Linked DNA regions of Mus musculus: region 1 is linked to region 2. The links are chromatin contacts, called in public Hi-C maps. All regions are on one chromosome and are shown on one strand. The core of a region is the stretch at or near the end of the contact, and the rest is flanking DNA. Distances in the headings are between cores, read along the strand shown. Region 1 has its middle 65 kb from the start of Gm51556. Region 2 overlaps Gm32968 (a long non-coding RNA gene).

Region 1 (2,700 bases), core at 66-2,565, 91 kb after region 2:
GGCCTCGGAGTGCCTCCGTACCCATGACTGGCAGGGAATAAAGTCAGGAGACCAGGGAGGGCCACCCAGCAGGAAAGTGGGCAGCTGAGACCCCAGCTCAGGAGGAAGCATCGCTGCCCCAGCCTGACAGTCCAAGGCGGGGAGGAGCCTGTGTGAGGGCCAGACACCCAGGACCCATACACCCACACAAGCCTGAGGGTGTTTTTGCTTTGAGACAGAGCCAGCCTCAGCAGAACACTGCTCTACCAGGTCCTGTGCCTCTGGGAAGCTGGCTTTCCCTGGCGTCTTGATCTCAAGACCACTGCTGTCCCAGGGTCTGATTCCTTGTTGCAGGAGCCTTTCTGGATGCCAGAAGCATTCTGTCCCCCAGTGCTGAGTTAAAGCTGCAGGCTTTGTTGGCAGAAGATGCCCTGTAAGATATATTTCTCCCCCCCACTGAAATCCCCTACAGCCTTTCGACTTTTTGAGATGGAGACCCCTGGTAGTGTGGTGGTGTGGATTCCGCCAGGCATGGGAGCCTTTGGATCCAGTGTGAGCCCTATGTGGCCTCTTTGGAGGTAGGGGTGGAGTTGGAGAGACTGTGTATGCAAGCAAAAATCTGCCTTAGTGGGAATCACCGTCCCCTGCAGTGGATCCCAGGATAGCCCTTAGATGCTGCTGTGGCCCTGTGGCTCTTGCCCCTCCACCACCTGCTGAAGTCCACGCACCTCCTCCTGGCTCCCCCTCCCCCAGGTAACATTACTGCCTTTGCTCCTGGCAGCTCTGGAGAGAGGGAGCTCTCCCTCCTCCCACCCAGCCAGCTCTCAGGCTTTAGGCCACAGTGATTTAGTGGGTGGGAGGAGGAAGGCAGTTGGAGAGCCCTGGAGAGCCTGCTTGGCATATCATCAACATTAGGTGGGAAGGGGGAGCCAGCATGGCCCCAGTGGGAGCCTGGAGCGAGACATTGCAGCCCCAGGGAGGAGACCGTTCTGTGGGGGCAGCTGTCACTCAGGCCACACACATACAAACACCAGGGTCCTAGAAGCCTGGGGCTGGGGGGTGGGGGGAGACATCCAGGCAGCTGCCCCCAGGCAGGGCTCAGCCCTAGGCCAGGAGCTCAGTGGGGGCAGAGAAAGGGATCAGGGAAAGGCCCCACCTGGCCCTGTTTTCTCCCTCCCTCCCTCCCTCCTCTCTCTCTCTCTCCCTCCTCCTCCCACTCCCCCCTCATCTCAGATGGAAAACACAAAAGGAAAATGAGCCAGGGCCCAGGTCTGGAGAGCCCCAGCCCGCAGGCTTAGAATGAAAAGCAGCCCCAATTAGAGGCTTTGGAGCCGCCAGCTTGATGCTCCGCAGTTGAACTGTCACTGCGGAACCTTAATTAGCAGTGGTGGGGGAGAGGTCAGGACTGCTCAGCAGTCTTGACAAGCATTATCAAGTGCACAGGGTAGGGTGGGCAGGGTGCCTCGGGGGTGACCGAGATGGAACTGGAGGGAGGGGGGAGGAGCCCAGAGGCTCCCAGGCTGACACCCTCTGCTGTCCTGTGATGCCACCACACATACTCAGGGATCTCAATGCTGCTCTCCTCCCTCCCCCGCCCCCCATCTCTAGAGAGCCACAGGACACTACATACTAGCTAACTCCAAATCACCTGCCACTCACTGTCTGGAAGCACCTCAGAGTCTGTGTATCCCAGAAGGGGCAGTGTAGCATACTGCACATGAAGACATGGTTGTCTCTGCTCCAGGGTCTCAGTAAGTGTGTTCCCCTTGGGAGAGGAGGATGGAGACTTAGGCAGCCCTCCCATCTCCCCCATTTGGCACACCTCCTCCAGGCCAAGTATGCTTCCACACACACCCTGATCCTCAGCCTGTTACTCAGAAAAGCAGCCATCCATTTGTTTTGAACTGATAAGTCTCCATCTGTGGCCTGTGGTCCTCCTGAGCCTGTGGTCCTCCCGTGCCTGTGGAAAAGGCTGGGGAGGTCACCTGACACCTGCCAGGCTGGAGGCCAGGGCTCTGCAGTGGCCTGACCATTAGCAACCTAGGGATAAGGGTCAACCCCTAGCCCTCTTGTAGCAGGGATGAAGCAGCAGGCTGAGATCCAACAGGCAGAGCTGCAGGTGGCCTTGGTTGTGCCGATAGGGAGTGGGAGAGAGATCTCTGGCCTCTGCCCGGTTTCTCACCAGCACTTGCTGTAGCTCTTTCTTCTGCAGAGCTCTATAGCACCAGTCACCCCGAGTCATGTGGGGAGAGTCACAAAGCAAACCCTGTCTGTACCTCGGAGGGCTGAGTGACACACCAAGGGAGGCCTGCGGGCAGTGCTGCAAATGAGGGTGGGCAGTCAGGACCACTGAGGTGCCCCATCCAAGAGGCCTGATGGTCACAGGAGTCACTCTGGAGCTCTCTAGTGACAAGAGCAGGGATGGTTGATGGTCCCAGGACAGCTCCTTATGCTTAGAGTTGGGGTCCTGCCTCTCCTACTGGTTTCTTCCTTCCGGGTGGGTCGGTGTGGGAAGGGAGAAGACCGTCCTCTGCCTGGGCCGCCGTGCCTGGTCTCCTCTCTGCATGCACTCACGGCCTGTTTAAACTGCAGCTTTGAAAGCTTTCTGCCTTTTGGGAACTCAGAGGGAGGCATTTGTGGAGAGGCCCCGAGCAGTTGATTATAGTCCAGTGGGTAAAAAGAGCTTAAGGACAAATCCGGGCCATCAGATGTCGGCTTAGG
Region 2 (2,904 bases), core at 110-2,609:
CAATGGAGGTCACTTCTAGAACTGAATAAGGGCGTGGCACCCAGATACTGTGGGGGGTCCAGTCATCTGAAGCTGATCTTGCCTGGCCATCTTGCCTCCAGCCTCCTATGTGCTGCCGACCACAGAACAGCCCATGCTCCATTGTTCACAGACCTGCAGTGGGGTGGGTGGGGTGGGTGAGGCTAGGTGGGACCACCTGTGGAGGCCTCTGCCTGGGGCTGGAAGAACCGCTTCCAAGATGGCAGAGTGGCTAGCAACATGGTGGGGCCTCTTGCCAACTTGTTCTATGGCTTGTGGGTCTGGTTTACTCTTCCTGCCTCCTCCCTCTAGGCAGTTGGGGTTCCTGGTTTGTGGAGCCCCAGAACCAAAGTCATCACAGTCAAGAGCCAGATACAGAAGTCACAACATTAGCCCCTTCCTCTTCCAGACACTGTGCCGTCTGTGCCATTGCCCTAGAAAGTTCTGGAAGGGTACACGGGACGGGAATTTCTTTTTTTTCTTTTTTTCTTTTTCTTTTCTTTTTTTTTTTTTTTTTTTTTTGTGGTGGTGGGGTTTCAAGACAGGGTTTCTCTGTATAGCCCTGGCTGTCCTGGAACTCACTTTGTAGACCAGACTGGCCTCAAACTCAGAAATCTGCCTGCCTCTGCCTCCCAAGTGCTGGGACTAAAGGCATGCGCCACCACACCCACCCAGATGGGACAGGATTCTGACTAGCTTGGTCTGGCTCACATTTCCTTTGTTCTTTCCCTGTGAGCCCAGGGGTCAAGGTTGGATGGCTAGGTGCAGGTTCTCTGATCCTGGCCATTCTTCCTGTCATTCTACGAATTTACAGAATGTGGGTCACTCACTCACCCTCTGGGTTGACGTTGAGGAAGGATGGCATCCTGAGAAGGTGCCCAGTTGTTTGTTGTCACCTAGCTGGGGTCACTGGCCACACTTGGGTCCAGTGGCTGTGATTAGAGGGATCCCCAGATTTTCGGTCTCCCTTTTATGATGACTGCACAGGGTGACTCTCAGCAAAAAACTGACTCTTAGTTTGTGCTTGACTGCTCTTAGCTGAAGGGTGTCCAGTGGCCAGGGTCTTTGCTTGCCTGAGCAGGAGGCACTAGAATGCTCTTGCCCAGGAAGGGGAAGGCCTGGGGAACCTTGTGGCCTGGGAAGGGAGAGAGAGGCTAGCGGAGGGAAGAGGGAGGGGGAGGATTGCAGGAAGGGAGGCCTCCCCTCCACCCACCTTCCTGAGGTACCCCCACTGCAGGAAGAACCAGCCGAGTCAGATAAAGGCCCAGCAGGGGCCAGAGGAGGCTTTCCCACAAAGGAAGCTGAGAGGAGGCCTTTCTCTCTTGCCTCCGCACTCCAAGGGCCTTTCAAGCTATTCAACGCCTCCAAATGGGTGGGCGGGGCCTCTGCCTCCCAAGCAGCCCCAAGGCACATCCATTTATTTAAAAGGAAAAAAAAAAAAAAACCCACACACATCTTGTTCTAGAATATTCTGCCACAGAGTGCCTTTTTTTTCCTCTCTGGGTCCTGCTGTGTCTGGGAGGAGGGGAGCTTGAGACCTGAAAGCTGCCCTGTGGTAGCTGTCCCTTGTTGGAGTCAACAGCTCCCTCCGGGGACCTCCTGTAGCTGATTGGATGAGTTCTGCCCCAGACTGCCCAGTGCTCCTAGCTGTTGCCACCCCCAGCTTGTGGGGGGGAGGAACGGTTGTTCCAGGCTGTAGAATTAGCTTGTGCCCTCTGGTCTGCAGCCCCTGAGTATTGCATGTTTTAGTGGCCTCTGCCCCCTGCCTGAGTCCCGAGGGACAGCCCTCCCTTAAGTATGGAGATGTTGCCAGCTCTGAGATTGGCCAGCCCCACCCGCTAAGGAGGTTTCATTTCCCCTAACACGGACCTGGCAGTGCCATCAGTCTGGAGCGAGGTATCACGCTTGACCCAGGCCTGGAGTCTGTGGGCTCCAGGGTCCTGGCGGGGCTCAGTAAGAAGCCCTGGGGGCACTGCTAGCCTGGTGAGGCAGGAGTGGCTGGCGGTGCCAGGCTCATTAGCCCGCCTGCAGAGGGGATTAGGGAGCCAGCCCGCCGGGCTGCAGTTATTAAAGGCTCCGTGCTAGGTAAACACCAGGCGCTTCCTTACAGAGCCGCACCTGCTAATTAGAGGGCAAGGAGCTTATTAAAACAGTAACTCTGGGGAATGCCCAGCAAGGAGGAGGGAAGAGTGACGTTTGGGGACAGAGGGCAGGAGGCTGGGGCAGAGGGGGTAGGAGGTGGGAGGGAGACCCTCCCTCTCTGGAGGCTGAAGATATAGAAGCCCCTGCTTTCTCCATCTCTCCCCAGGCTGTTGGCTTTTGGGACCCATGTGTCCTTCCCGGTGACAGTGATTGTGGGTTACATACGATGTCCAAAGGCCATCTGTGTGAGGTCGGGCAGGGCCCCCCCGTATCCATGTCCGGATCCCCAGGGCCGCGAGAAGGACAGTGTGCAGATGGCCCACAAGATTACACTGGGCTGGTGAGGTGGGGGGAGGGGTGGAGACAAAGGGGAGGCGGCAGGCATAGAATGGAACTTCAGATCTGTGATAATGGACTTGTGGGGTGGGAGAGGCAGCCACTGGGGACAATCCTCTCTGGAAGCCAAGACGATAAAGCAGGTGACCCCCCGGGCAGTGGGGAGGCCAGCCCTGCCAAGCCTGAGATTTCAGCCCCTAAGATCCAGTCAGAAAGAGGTCTGGTATGTTTCTGAGCCTCTAGATTTGGGGTCATTTATTACAGCAGCCATGGGCAGCAAGTATCTTGGAAAGCTACCTAGTTGCTTCTGGCAAAAGTCCTGCCCTCCACCTGTGAACCCTGCACCCCACCTCAGAACCCCCCACATCCTCGGGGCTCCTTTTCACATTCAGAGTCCCTCACCCACAC

Evidence for each region. A called contact is a pair of places that touch in the nucleus more often than the background predicts.
Region 1: a contact with region 2 is called in a Hi-C map of rod photoreceptor, with 2.8 times the contacts expected there. The contact joins two enhancer-like sites. A contact is called at or near these places in 2 of 15 datasets of contacts at CTCF or cohesin (both in embryonic stem cells), 40 of 484 Hi-C or Micro-C datasets (the G1E-ER4 cell line, the HL-1 cell line, the Patski cell line and 17 more), 12 of 115 datasets of contacts at active chromatin or transcription factors (the HPC-7 cell line, the SCID.adh cell line, cardiomyocytes and 7 more) and 1 of 9 other capture datasets (embryonic stem cells).

What each region holds. Positions count from the first base shown.
Region 1 is chr8:120,424,441-120,427,140 of GRCm38.p6, forward strand. It overlaps a transcript of Gse1 not described here. Among named protein-coding and RNA genes, the nearest start is that of Gm51556, 65 kb to the right of the region's middle. RefSeq lists an enhancer at 1-2,700. Within about 2 kb of position 1,316, at least 104 of the 459 cell types and tissues checked have an H3K27ac peak or open chromatin away from gene starts, as enhancers often do. A contact at or near this core is called in the HPC-7 cell line, the SCID.adh cell line, cerebral cortex and 4 more, where this site is marked.
Region 2 is chr8:120,333,727-120,336,630 of GRCm38.p6, forward strand. It overlaps Gm32968 (a long non-coding RNA gene), which reads left to right. Exons shown (of 3, transcript XR_388103.3): 2 at 2,327-2,500. It also overlaps a transcript of Gse1 not described here. Among named protein-coding and RNA genes, the nearest start is that of Gm32968, 7.5 kb to the left of the region's middle. Within about 2 kb of position 1,360, at least 170 of the 459 cell types and tissues checked have an H3K27ac peak or open chromatin away from gene starts, as enhancers often do. A contact at or near this core is called in the HPC-7 cell line, the SCID.adh cell line, cerebral cortex and 4 more, where this site is marked.